2 separate regions of the Pan troglodytes genome follow, and region 1 is linked to region 2. Evidence: chromatin contacts called from public capture Hi-C data. All regions are on one chromosome and are shown on one strand. The core of a region is the stretch at or near the end of the contact, and the rest is flanking DNA. Distances in the headings are between cores, read along the strand shown.

The links. Capture Hi-C pulls out chosen DNA fragments and counts their contacts.
Region 1: a contact with region 2 is called in a capture Hi-C map of stem cell-derived neural stem cells, with 2.2 times the contacts expected there. The contact joins two enhancer-like sites.

What each region holds. Positions count from the first base shown.
Region 1 is chr17:59,792,444-59,798,446 of NHGRI_mPanTro3-v2.0_pri, reverse strand. No RefSeq gene overlaps it. Among named protein-coding and RNA genes, the nearest start is that of ACAA2, 88 kb to the left of the region's middle. Within about 2 kb of position 3,041, at least 3 of the 24 cell types and tissues checked have an H3K27ac peak or open chromatin away from gene starts, as enhancers often do. A contact at or near this core is called in stem cell-derived neural stem cells, where this site is marked.
Region 2 is chr17:59,697,448-59,703,275 of NHGRI_mPanTro3-v2.0_pri, reverse strand. No RefSeq gene overlaps it. Among named protein-coding and RNA genes, the nearest start is that of LIPG, 67 kb to the right of the region's middle. Within about 2 kb of position 3,750, at least 4 of the 24 cell types and tissues checked have an H3K27ac peak or open chromatin away from gene starts, as enhancers often do. A contact at or near this core is called in stem cell-derived neural stem cells, where this site is marked.

The sequences.
Region 1 (6,003 bases), core at 1,792-4,291, 96 kb before region 2:
TTTTGACTAAGGAACAGACAGAGGGAGTGCAATAAGTTTGAGAATGTCAGGTTTGATCCAGGAAGACACCAGACCATGGGAGGCAGCAACATGCAACAAGCTATATTCGGTGGCACTTGGACAGTGTGGAAGGAGACGGTGTGTCCCTCCTGGCAAGGGGCCTTCTGCAGCTGGCAGGCAAGACCACCACCCAGAAGGGGAGTAGGGCTAGGGTTGGGGAGCTCCTGGGGAAGAAAGGGAGTTGTCCGGGTGATGTCCCTCCACAAGGTGGGGAGTCCCTGGGTCCAAGAGCTCTGAAGGGCAGTAGCGATGTGGAGTCCTTCACAGCCACAGGGTTTGTCTTATCCATGGTCAGCAGATGTTGGAATATGCAAAATAGGTAGGCTCTAAATGGCCAGAAATACAGATGCTCCCCAACTTACGATGGGGCTGCCTCCTGACAAGCTCATCATAAGCTGAAAATGTCTAACCCCATCGAAGGTCAGAGAGCGTACCGAATGCACAGTGCTTTTACACCATTGTAGAGCTGAAACATTTTTAACGGAACCATTGTAAGTCGGGGACCATCTGTATGTTTATTTGGATGATATTCCAAGCAATTGGATATGTAAGAATTTGAGTTTAGCACTGGCTGGCTTTGGGCTAATGGTCCTAGCCTGCTGTGAATAAATGAACAAGACAGGAACATGTTAGGCCAAGCCACTGAGGCCACACTTGGCCCGTTCACATAACAGTGAGATGCAGCTGAGCGAGTATGTCTCCCAGATGTGGGTCCCCCACCAGCCAGGCATGTGTAGAATCCCCATCAGATAAATTGAAATTACCCCCAGAAAACTCAACCCTCCAGGGCCTGAGGAAGTTCCCACTGTGATTTTCTTTCAAGGAATTAAGTAAACAATAATCCTTTAAGTATGAGTGGAACTTTATCTTTTTCAAAGCCCTTTCATATTTGCTTCTTGCAACAACCTCTGAGAGAATCAAAATAGGAATGCCCCATGCCCCCACCCTTCACAGATGGGGACATAGGCTCAGACATGTGAAAAGGACACTTGGGAACAGGAACAGGCACGGCCAGGACTGAAAGCTGGACTCCTAAACTTCTGACTGCTCTATTTTGCCAAACCACTAGGGAAGCAGCTGGAAATTGTGCTCATTGAGGGAGAGAGAGGACAGATCAAGACTATTTTCTGCCCTGCGTTCCTGAATTGCACAGACTGACAAAGACTTCATGATCTTGGGCCATGATCATGAGCCATTTGCTCCCTTTTTTTTCTTGAGATGGAGTTTCACTCTGTCATCCAGGCTGGAGGGCCGTGGCACGATCTCAGCTCACTGCAATCTCTGCCTCCCGGGTTCAAGCCATTCTCCTGCCTCAGCCTCCCGAGTAGCTGGGATTACAGACACGCACCACCATGCCTGGCTAAGTTTTGTATTTTTAGTAGAGACGGGGTTTCGCCATGTTGGCCAGGATGGTCTTGAACTCCCAACCTCAGGTGATCTGCCCACCCTGGCCTCCCAAAGTGCTAGGATTACGGGAATGAGCCACTGTACCTGTTTTTTTTTTTTTTTTTTTTTAATGAAATGGGGCAGTTCTTACGGAGTTTAAAGAGAAAGTGAGCTGGGCGTGTTGGCTCATGCCTATAATCCCAGCACTTTGGGAGGCCAAGGCAGGTGGATCACAAGCTCAGGAGATAGAGACCATCCTGGCTAACACGGTGAAACCCCGTCTAAAAATTAGCCGGGTGTGGTGGCACGCACCTGTAGTCCCAGCTACTCTGGAGGCTAAGGCAGGAGAATTGCTTCAACCCAGGAGGCAGAGGTTGCAGTGAGCCGAGATCAAGCCACTGCACTCCAGCCTGGGTGACGAAGCAAGACTCCATCTCAAAAAAAAAAAAAAAGAAGAAAAAGAAAAAAAGAGAGAAAGTAGTATCAATGTCTTTGCTTTGCCTCACCCACTGTCTCAGCTAGACGTGTCCCTGAGTCATTTAGGCGTCTCACAGATGGGGGAATGGAGGCCCACGAGAGGAAGTCTCATCCAAGGCCCAGAGCAACTGCAGTGCCTTTTCCCCATCGGGCTTGCTCCAGCCTTTGGGCCCTAGGGGGCGCCAGAAAGCCTCACCTTTCCCAGAATCTATGCTGAGAGGAGAATGTTGCCACCAAAGGCCCAGTGGAGGCCATTTGGCCTCCCCCTCTTCATGACATTGTTCGCCCAAGTCTCTGCAGCACCCCAATCCTGGGGCCCTCAATATCAGAACTCAGTGCTCTAGGGGCCCAAGAGCGGCCTGGCTTCCCTGCCCCACAGGAGTTTAAGGCCCATGGGCTTCTTTTCCCAGGAATTACTTCATTGCTCCAAAGCCCTTCACCTTTACCAGGAAATAACTCTCCAGGGTGGCCCCAGACACTGCCGCTGGGATGCCCCAAACTCTCTTCTGGAAGCCACTCCTCGCTCTACCGAGGCCCAAGGGTATTCACCCTGGCCCCGACTTGCTGCTGTCATGTGGCCAGCCATTTCCAGAAATGTTCTGGTTTGAGGACTGAAAGGCCCACGTCCCGGGAAACCCCTCAGTCCTGTGTAAACTGGGACATTGGTCACTGTATTGTCATCTCCCTCATGGTAGGTCAGCTCCAGCCCAGGGCTCAGCCCAGTTCTTGGATCCCAAGCACGGGTTTTGATTATTACTCCAAACCATGGGCCAAGTAAGAGGTTCTCTCTGCTGATCTGTAAGGGTCGGCAGGGGCCTGCCCTGTGCCCAGTTCCGCCCCTGTCCAGCCGAGGAAACAGACTTAGTTATTATCTTAGCAAACAAGGAGAAACTGTGTGAGTGAAATAGGATGGTACCATTGCCAGGGTAAATAATAGTAACTGTGTTAAATCTCTAACAAGCACCAAGTTCAACACTGGGAGCTTTGCGTCGACTCTTGCATCTAACCCTCACTGCAAACTACAAGGTAGGTCTCTTCCATGCTGGTTCTACGGATGGCGACTTGGCAGCTCAGTGATCATCAGCTTGCCTGAGGTCACCCCGACTCTAAGGGCACAGTCACAAGCTCTTTCAACCATGTTACCCTGGCGCAGGAGACAGGGCATCTGGCTTCTCATCCCAACTTTTTCATTAGCTAATTACATGACTTTGAGGGAGTCCCTTGGGACCCTGGAGCCTCCACTGCATTGGATAAATGAGAGCTCTAAGCAAGGTGCTCTCCAAAGTCCTTTTGCGGGTAGCTTAGTGATAGAACATGGGCCCTGGGCTGAGATGGGGTTGAGTTGAATGTCAGTGCTGCCACTTACAACACATGTGGACAGGGACAAGTTACTTAACCTGCCTTCACCTATAAAATCAGGCAACTACCTCCAGTCATTTGTGGTAAGGAGTAAATGAAATGAGGCACCAAGGCTGGTGTTTATGAAAACTTTTTTTTTTTAAATGCCAGCTCTTATTGTTCCAGCTCCTACATTTTAGGACATTGTGTCTCCCTACCCCACCCCCTTTCACCAAGCCCTTATAACAGATCTATATTGCCCAGAATGCATTGTACACAGAGCTAGAGAAAACTTCTTGGCTGGGCTTGGTGGCTCACACCTGTAATCCCAGCACTTTGGGAGGCCCAGGCAGGAGGATCACTTGAAGTCAGGAGTTTCAGACCAGCCTGCTGGCCAACATGGTGAAACCCTGTCTCTACTAAAAAATACAAAAAAATAGCCGGGCATGGTAGTACTTGCTTATAATCCTAGCTACTCGGGAGGCTGAGGCAGGAGAATTGCTTGAACCTGGGAGGCAGAGGTTGCAGTGAGCCGAGATTGCGCCACTACACTCCAGCCTGGGCAAAAAGAGTGAGACTCCATCTCAAAAAAAAAAAAAAAAAAGCAATAATTTCTAGATTCTTTTTCTCATTTTCTTCCAGAAAATGGAAAAGACGTGTCCACGGTAAACAGAGAGAGGTGGCCCACAGAGATGGAGGGGAGCAAAAGAGTTGGCTGAGGCCTGACCCAGAAGATAGGAGCCGGTGGTCACTGTGGCCAGTCAGTTTCCAGACAGTTGCCATGGGAGAGTTGGTAAATCTTCCCTTCTAGGATTTCAGAGCACTGACCTGCCTGCCAGGCCCAAGTCTTAAGATCCAAACCAGGACTGAGCTGTTACTATGGAAAGTGTGATTTTTCTGCAGGATTAAGAAGCCTTCACACTTTTTCAGTCACATCAGAATTGCCACCCCTGGGAGGGATGAGTCGGATAATTTGAACCAGGTGCAGACTTCGTGGCCTGTCTTTACGGGGCAGACACTCATACACAGATTTTGTTGGCTGTGCCATGGACTGTCTTTCTTATTTTCCTAACCTAGTCAGGACTTCCTTCCAAACTTCACAGACAGTTTCGAGAACCCACACACACTGCCTGCCAGGAGCTGAGCAGAAGCTGGGAGGCCCTGGTGGTAGAAATGCGTTCCAGTGTCACCGAGCCAGGCAATCGCTGCGGCCTTTGGGTCTGCTCCCTTCCAATAGGAGCAGGACTAGCTTTCTTCCAAGGGATCAGGAGATCCTCCCAGCCAATGCAAGGCTGGACCCCTGTGACTCACCCCCTGTGTGTGGCTTCTCAAGCAGATTTCCCAGGACAACATGAAAGGCTGATAGATTATTACTATCTGGTTTCATGTTCCTCCTTTTGTTAAAATTCCTAATATAAGGAAGTGGAGGTGGGGAACTGAAGGAAGTCTCACTTTACAGCCCGACCCCCACTCCCTGGCAGCTCAGCTATTGCTGGCCCTCCAGTGTGGCAAGAGACAGAAGTGTATTTCCCAGGACCAAGTCAAAGAGCTCTTCCCTCTTCATTTCTCTTCCCTTATCAAGGGTGTTAATCTTACTGGAATTCACTTCAGTACAGCAAATGGGGCCAGATGGTAGAGGGGAGGAAATGACCCCAAGGTGTCTTGCCTATAAACCTTCCAGGGCCCTTGGAAACTTCCTGGGGGCACTCAGCCCGTCAGGCCCCCAGGAACTTGTACCAGGTCACAAATTCCCAACCCCTGGGGATGGAGACTGAGCCAGGAAAGTGAGAAGGTAGAATGAACCCTCTTACCCCTACTCCAAGATATACTTTTAAAATATTTTCAAATTATTTTTAAATGTTCTTTAATTATTTTTAAATGTTCTTACTAGGTATATTCAGTGGGTGTTTATTCCTCTCCTTCCACCCCTAAAGCTATTATTAAATCTATGAGGTATCTGATAACTGGTTATGGATGAAAAGGTTGACATAAATGAATAAGGAAGAAACAGATATTCCCTGTATGTTACCATTCAATATCCTTTTTTTTTTTTTTTTTTTTTTGCCATTTTCTTCCCATCAGCCTTGGGTTTTAATGGTTTTTATCTACTAATTTTTAAAATAATCTTTTTTAAATAATTAAAAATAGCAACTTGTACACCAATGTTTATAGCAGCATTATTCACAATAGCCACAAGGTGGAAGGAACCTGAATGTCTATTGACAGATGAATGGATAGATTAACTGTAGTCTATCCATATGATGGAATACTATTCAGCATTAAAAAAGAATAAGGCTGGGTGCGGTGGCTCACGCCTGTAATCCCAGCACTTTGGGAGGCCGAGGCGGGAGGATCACGAGGTCAGGAGATTGAGACCATCCTGGCTAGCACAGCGAAACCCGAAACCCTGTCTTTACTAAAAATACAAAAAATTAGCCGGGCGTGGTGGCGGGTGCCTGTAGTTCCAGCTACTCGGGAGGCTGAGGCAGGAGAATGGCATGAACCTGGGAGGCGGAGCTTGCAGTGAGCTGAGGTCATGCCACTGCACTCCAGCTTGGGCTACAGAGCGAGACTCCGTCTCAAAAAAACAAACAGACAAAAAACAAAAAAGAATGATAAACTCTGATTCATGCACCACCATGGATGAACCTTAAGGACATTATGCTAAGTGAAATAAGCCAGACACAAAGGCTAATACTGTACGATTCTGCTTATATGAGGCTCCTAGAGTAGTCAAAGTTG
Region 2 (5,828 bases), core at 2,501-5,000:
AGTCAGCCAACAAGCCCTGACACTCCCTTACCGTGCACTTAGCTCTGCACGAGTTGCTAAGGAGGAAATATGAGAAAATAGGTCTCATCCACCAGGGAATGGATCTCACAGGGTTTACACTTTCATTAGCGGGACAAGAGTATTGCATTTAAAAAGTAAAGAGCACTCAAAGAGTGTTTATTAATACAAATGGAGCTCAGAAGAGAGGGGCCAGGCACAGGAATTTTTGAAATAGTGCCCATGCCCCTCTTTTGTCTTTGCCCTTGCCTTCCCCAGCTCTCACAGGTGGTGGCTTCAATTTCCTTGCCTGGGAGAATTTTGCAGCGGGGTGTCTGAACTTTCCAAAGTTGAGGAGAACGGGACTTGAGGAGTGGGATGTTCCTAGACTAAAATCAGTAATTGGGGAGTGGCCTGTGGGTCCCCAAATCAATAGAAACTTACAACCTGCTCCCCAAAAGCACCTCACACTGAGAGGCTCTCAGAAGGAATGGCTTTTATGGCACAGCAGGGAGGCTGGACCTTGGGCACTGGGCTCACCACAGAAGCCCGTAACTCAAAGGTGACCAGCAAGACGCAGCACGGTAGATCCACAGAGACCACACCTGCCAGGCAGGGGCATCCTCCACTGTGACCAGTATGGACCCATGGCAAGAGGGGCTGGGAGCCTTTAGCCAACCCAGTAGGGGACCAGAGGGTGACCAAAGAAAGACCTGGGTTGAATTTCTGGACAGCCCAGTATGATGGGGATGTGAAGTCAGCATTGAGCCATTTTACAGAAAATGAAGAACTATGGTATTGCTTGGGTACTCCAGTTGGTGAACTGAGCATCTTTGCAGTCTTCCAGTCCCAAGAGATCTGGAGGTGGAGATTATGGATGAGGTGGGGTTCAATCTGACCTTGGGGACAATAACCAGGACTGGGGACAAAAGTAGGGACTAGAGAACAGAATGAGCAAATGTGATCGCCCAGGGGAGCAGGGAGCATGTGACAGGGACAGTGAAGAAACAGGCTTGGCTGGAGCCCAGGGTCCAAATCAGGGAGCAGAAAGAAAGCTACTTTCAATGTCTGTCTTCCTTATCATCAGAACACATCTATCACAGAACACTTGCATGCACAAGAGGCCTGGCTGCCTGTGAGGTCGTAGAGGAGTGAAATGCATGGCTGTGCCTTCTGTGAGCTCATGAGGTGGTTAAGATGATACACGCACATGCAAACAAGCACACCTAAGGCAGAGTGCCGCAGGAAGGACAGAGATCATTCATGTGCGAGTGTTGATCCAGCCAGGGCTTCTTGAGAGTCTTCTTCACACCATGCCAAGCAATGCAGATGCAGAGGTGATTAATACAAGGCACCACCCTGGAGAAACGCCCAGAAATCACTCCCAGTGGAGGCAGGTTTCCTAGAACTGGTCCTAGAATGTGTGGCGGGATTTGGTAGGCATCCAGGGAGAAAGCGAGTGCTCCCCACCTTCGGTACTAACGGCACGTGGGGTCAAAGGCCTGGGGAACATCCTAGGTGAGTCAGGGGTGAGGTGGGCAGAGAGGGGGCCAGTCTGAGCAGAAGATCCAAGGGAGAGGAAAGGCAGAAGGGGCTGGAGGGGACAGTTGGGAGGAGATGACAAAATGTCCTGGATGGCACCCGAAGGCCTCTGGGCTTTACGCTGTGGGCCCCTGGAGCTACTGAGGATTTCTGATCTGCAGTGGGGCCTAAATGTGCCCCCACGAAAGCTCCTAACACTTCCAAGGTGAGTGGCAAATGGGACTGGGTGGGGTTGGAGTTTCCATGTGGGGAACGTGTCCCAGCAAATATCATATGTAGCCTGGTTATCTAGTGGCCATCTCTGAGTAGCCTCCCAGACATCCTGCCAGCCATGGACACTAGTGAGAGCCTGAGGACTCTGAGTCCTGAGGGAGCCCACTGTCCTCTGCAATAGGCTGATTTCAGGCATTCCTTTCTCCTTCCAGTCAGACAAGAAAAGATAACAGAGGGTCCCCATCACGGCAGCTTCTGTCCCCATTGTCACCTGAAAAGGGAAGAGTGATGAACCCCTGGGGCCCACAATAAATCTAAGTGCACTCCATGAGTCCCAGGATTACTCAGATGGAGTCTGGGCCAGCTAAGCCTGGTTGACCATCAACTTAACTGCAGGATGCACAAAATGTATCTTCAGGTGCCTCAGGTAAGGAAGGGTGTGGGTGTGTGTGTGTGTGTGTACCCACAAGGCTCCTGGTCACAGGGTGTTGGGTAATCCAGTCCTGATGCCCAGCCCCACAGCAGCTAAAAGATTGCAACAGGCATTGCCTTTGGATATGCCAGCAAGCAAACTCCCTGCAAGCAGGTCATTGTCCCCATGAACTCTGACGTCATGAACAAATTGCACCATATACTCCCTCTTCTCACAGAAAGTCCTATACAGCCGAAAGAAACCAAACACCAAAAGCAGCCTAGACTTTAGGCTGTGCAGCTATTCTCACCAACACTTAGGTACCCAATAAATGTGTGTTGATTTAATGGTAAAGGGGTAACAAAAAGACCCACCCCAGGGAGTTCTGTAGGACATGCCAGGGCAGAGGAGCTTTCCACACCTTACCTTGGGATGGTGGTAATGGTGGTAGAGGTACTGGTGTTGATGGGAAGAGACAGAAGTTGTGGATTTGCTAAATCAGAATTTGCAGGTTTAGGTTTGCTTTTTTAGGAGCAAAAATTAAAAATTTTAAAAAGCATAGGTTTGCTTTCTTGATGAGAATGAATGGATGAATAAAATAAAGTAGGAAAGAATTTCCAGGCCATTAGCAATTAGGCATTAATATTTTCAAAAGCACCCCAGGTGAAGTCAAAGACTGAGAACCAACTGCCCCAAGGGAAGAGTCTCAAAGGAGCTTGTTTTCAAACCGAATTACATGCCTGGAATCAATCGATCAACCATTTCTGTAGAACCCACCCTTGAGCCACCACTGCACCCCAGATTCCTGCCTCTTTCTATGGGCTCCATTCCACATCACCCCCTTAAGTGCCCTGCTGCCCATTTGACTGCCAATCCCTTAGCACTTTCTTCCAGCCTCAGGTGTGAAAAACCTACGATCACTACCCACTGTCTAGACCCCACCACCTCCCACCCTGCATGCTTTGGGATCCTCCCCTGACTGCAAGAGGTAAGAAGAGTTTTTCGTTTTGTGTTTGTTTCCCAAGCATACAGGCAGCCAGAAGTAGGGAAAATAGGAGCATATTCAACATGCGACTGCCAGGTGCAAGGGCGAGCACCCGTTGGACCGCCGGCTGAGTACAGCCCTGCCAGGGCGCCCTGCACTTGGAGTCCTAAAATGCAAATTTCCCCTGTGGCAGCCCTGGCCTCTCCTGCAGGGGGCAGCCACTCTGGAAGGAAAGATGAGATTTAAATTGGTAATCAAGCACTGTACCAAATTGGACTTTGACCTTGTTCAGAATTCCACTGGCCCATGTTCCCTGACCCCCCTGCCCCCTGCTTCTGCCCAATTGTTCCCTTGAGTAGCTGCCTGCCATCCGAGGCAGTCAGGCGGGCTGTCGCCAGCTGCTCCTCCCTGGCTGCCTTCCACCTGGCCAGCTCAGAAAGCAGTGGAAATCAAGAAGCTTTGCCTTTCCAGCTTCTCTTGCTACTTCTGGGCCGGAACCAAGACAAGAGTGGTTTAGATGGGGCCTCGGCCCCGCCTGGGCCTGCTCATAGGGCATGGGAAGAGGGGAGTGCAGCCTCAGCACGTCCGTCACTCTCAGTGCATTCTTGGTTACCAGAGCAATTCCCAGACAAGGCTTGGAATGGCCAGCATGGCCCACCGGCCTGCTGCATCCAGGGCAGCAGCACAGAACCCACACTGATTTCTTCAAGCTCCCTCCACTGCCCCAGAACGCCCTCTGCTCTCACTGCAAAACACCGAGGTTTGGCTCATTTCTTGTGTCTGGAAGGTCTTCCATGTTCTCATCTACATGTCTAAATCCTTCCCTTTCTTCCAGGGCTGGGAAACCGCTTGCTTCCTAGAGAGCACCGACCCTCTCCTACAGCCCCACCATTCTTCTCTTACCTCCTCAATCCATGATTCAAATCAAGTATCTGGGGCATTTAATCTTATTTGCCTTGTCCCATTGTTTCAAGTCTCATCTTCCCAACAAGATGGTAAGCTCCCAGGGACTGTGTATTACCTAGATTGGCACTGAGTAGGCCTACTAGGAATTAATGAATGAAAGAATAAATGAATGAGTAAACACAGTGCTTTGGTCATTGAAATGCTTCCTTTATAAGCCCAGGAATTCTTCCCACCAAGAGAGCTAGCTCTTCTTTGCGTTGGCTTTCCTGGAGACCAAGCCTCTGGTGGAAACTGCCTTCAGTGCCTCCCAGGAAGCCAGGAAATGTCTCACCAGGAGTAACCAGTTAGCCAAGCAGCTGGACTTCTGCTAGCGTGCAGGGCACTAGTGAGTGCAGGGTGCATCTCCTGCCCTCTTTGATCTAACTGGGATGATAGCATGTGCTCACATGAAGCTTTGGTTTCCTGTCAACCTGCAAAGTCATGGCCATGATATGTAAGTGCTGAGAGCAACAGGGTATAAGAGGGGCCTGAGCCAGGCCGTCTTAATCGGAGAGCACTCGAAGGACATAGCAAAGAGAGCTGTTGAGTGGAGGCAAGGAAGAAGCCCTCCTTCCTCCTCCCCAGCTAGATTCCTTCCCTGTCTACTTCCTCCACTCAGGTCAGCAAGATTCAAAGGATGGGGCCAGGACCAGGGATAAGATTGAGGATGGTCTGGAGGATGGCTGATTGACTCAGGGCATTAATCTAGGGGGCCAGGACCAGGGATTGGCCACATCAGAATGCAGGGTAGCCCCCACGTGTTCACTATTGATCCAAAAGGGGAAACAAAGAGAAAGAGGCTCAAAAAGCCAACCGAGGATGGGTGCAGTGGCTCATGCATAATCCCAGCACTTTGGAGGGCTGAGGTGGAAGAATCACTTGAGGCCATGAGTTAAAGACCAGCCTGGGCAACAGAGTGAAACTCCATCTCCACAAAAATCAAAATTAGTCGGGTATGGTGGCACACACCTGTGGTTCTAGCTACTCGGGAGGCTGAGGTGGGAAGATCACTTGAGCCTAGGAAGTCGAGGTTGCAGTGAGCCATGACCATGCCACTGCACTTCAACCTGGCAACAGAGCAAGACCTTGTCTCAAAGAGAGAGCGAGCGAGAAGGCGAGAGAGTGAGTGCACGAGAAAGAGTTACAACACCAAAAGTACAATCTATTTTTTAAAATTGATTAATTGGACTTTATAAAAAATAAAAATAAAAGTCAGCAGGATAGAAGAATAGACAGGCAGGAAAGAAGATGTGGAAAGACAAGTGAGGTGTGAGCTGTTGCATTTTTGACACAGGGAGCCGGGGCTGGTAGGGCTGTTACTGACCTCTGTGCACACGACTTCCTTCTTCAATCTCGGAAGGAAGTCAGGAGCCAGGGGCCACGCTGGGGGCAACCCAGGCAAGGCGCATGCCCTGCAATGCCCCCTTTGTGCCATTACACACCTCTGTTCTCCCTGTGGCAAGGGCAGGAAGCCCTTCAGGTGACAAGAGGCCTGTGCTTGTCTTCTGAGGCAAAGGGGAGGGGACTTGGAGCACAGAACATCAAGGGAAGTGGGGTGGGCAGGTACTGGCCTAGAGGCAAGCATGTGGAGTGGGCAAGGCGTGCCTGTGGGCCTAGAGAAACAGGGTTGAGGAGGCTTTCTGGGGCACCCCTAGGGACAAAAGGCCCCCGAGTTTTTCCTCAAAGTAAATCCCCCAAGGCATGGTGTGGGCCCTTCCACCCTGGCTCAGAGCC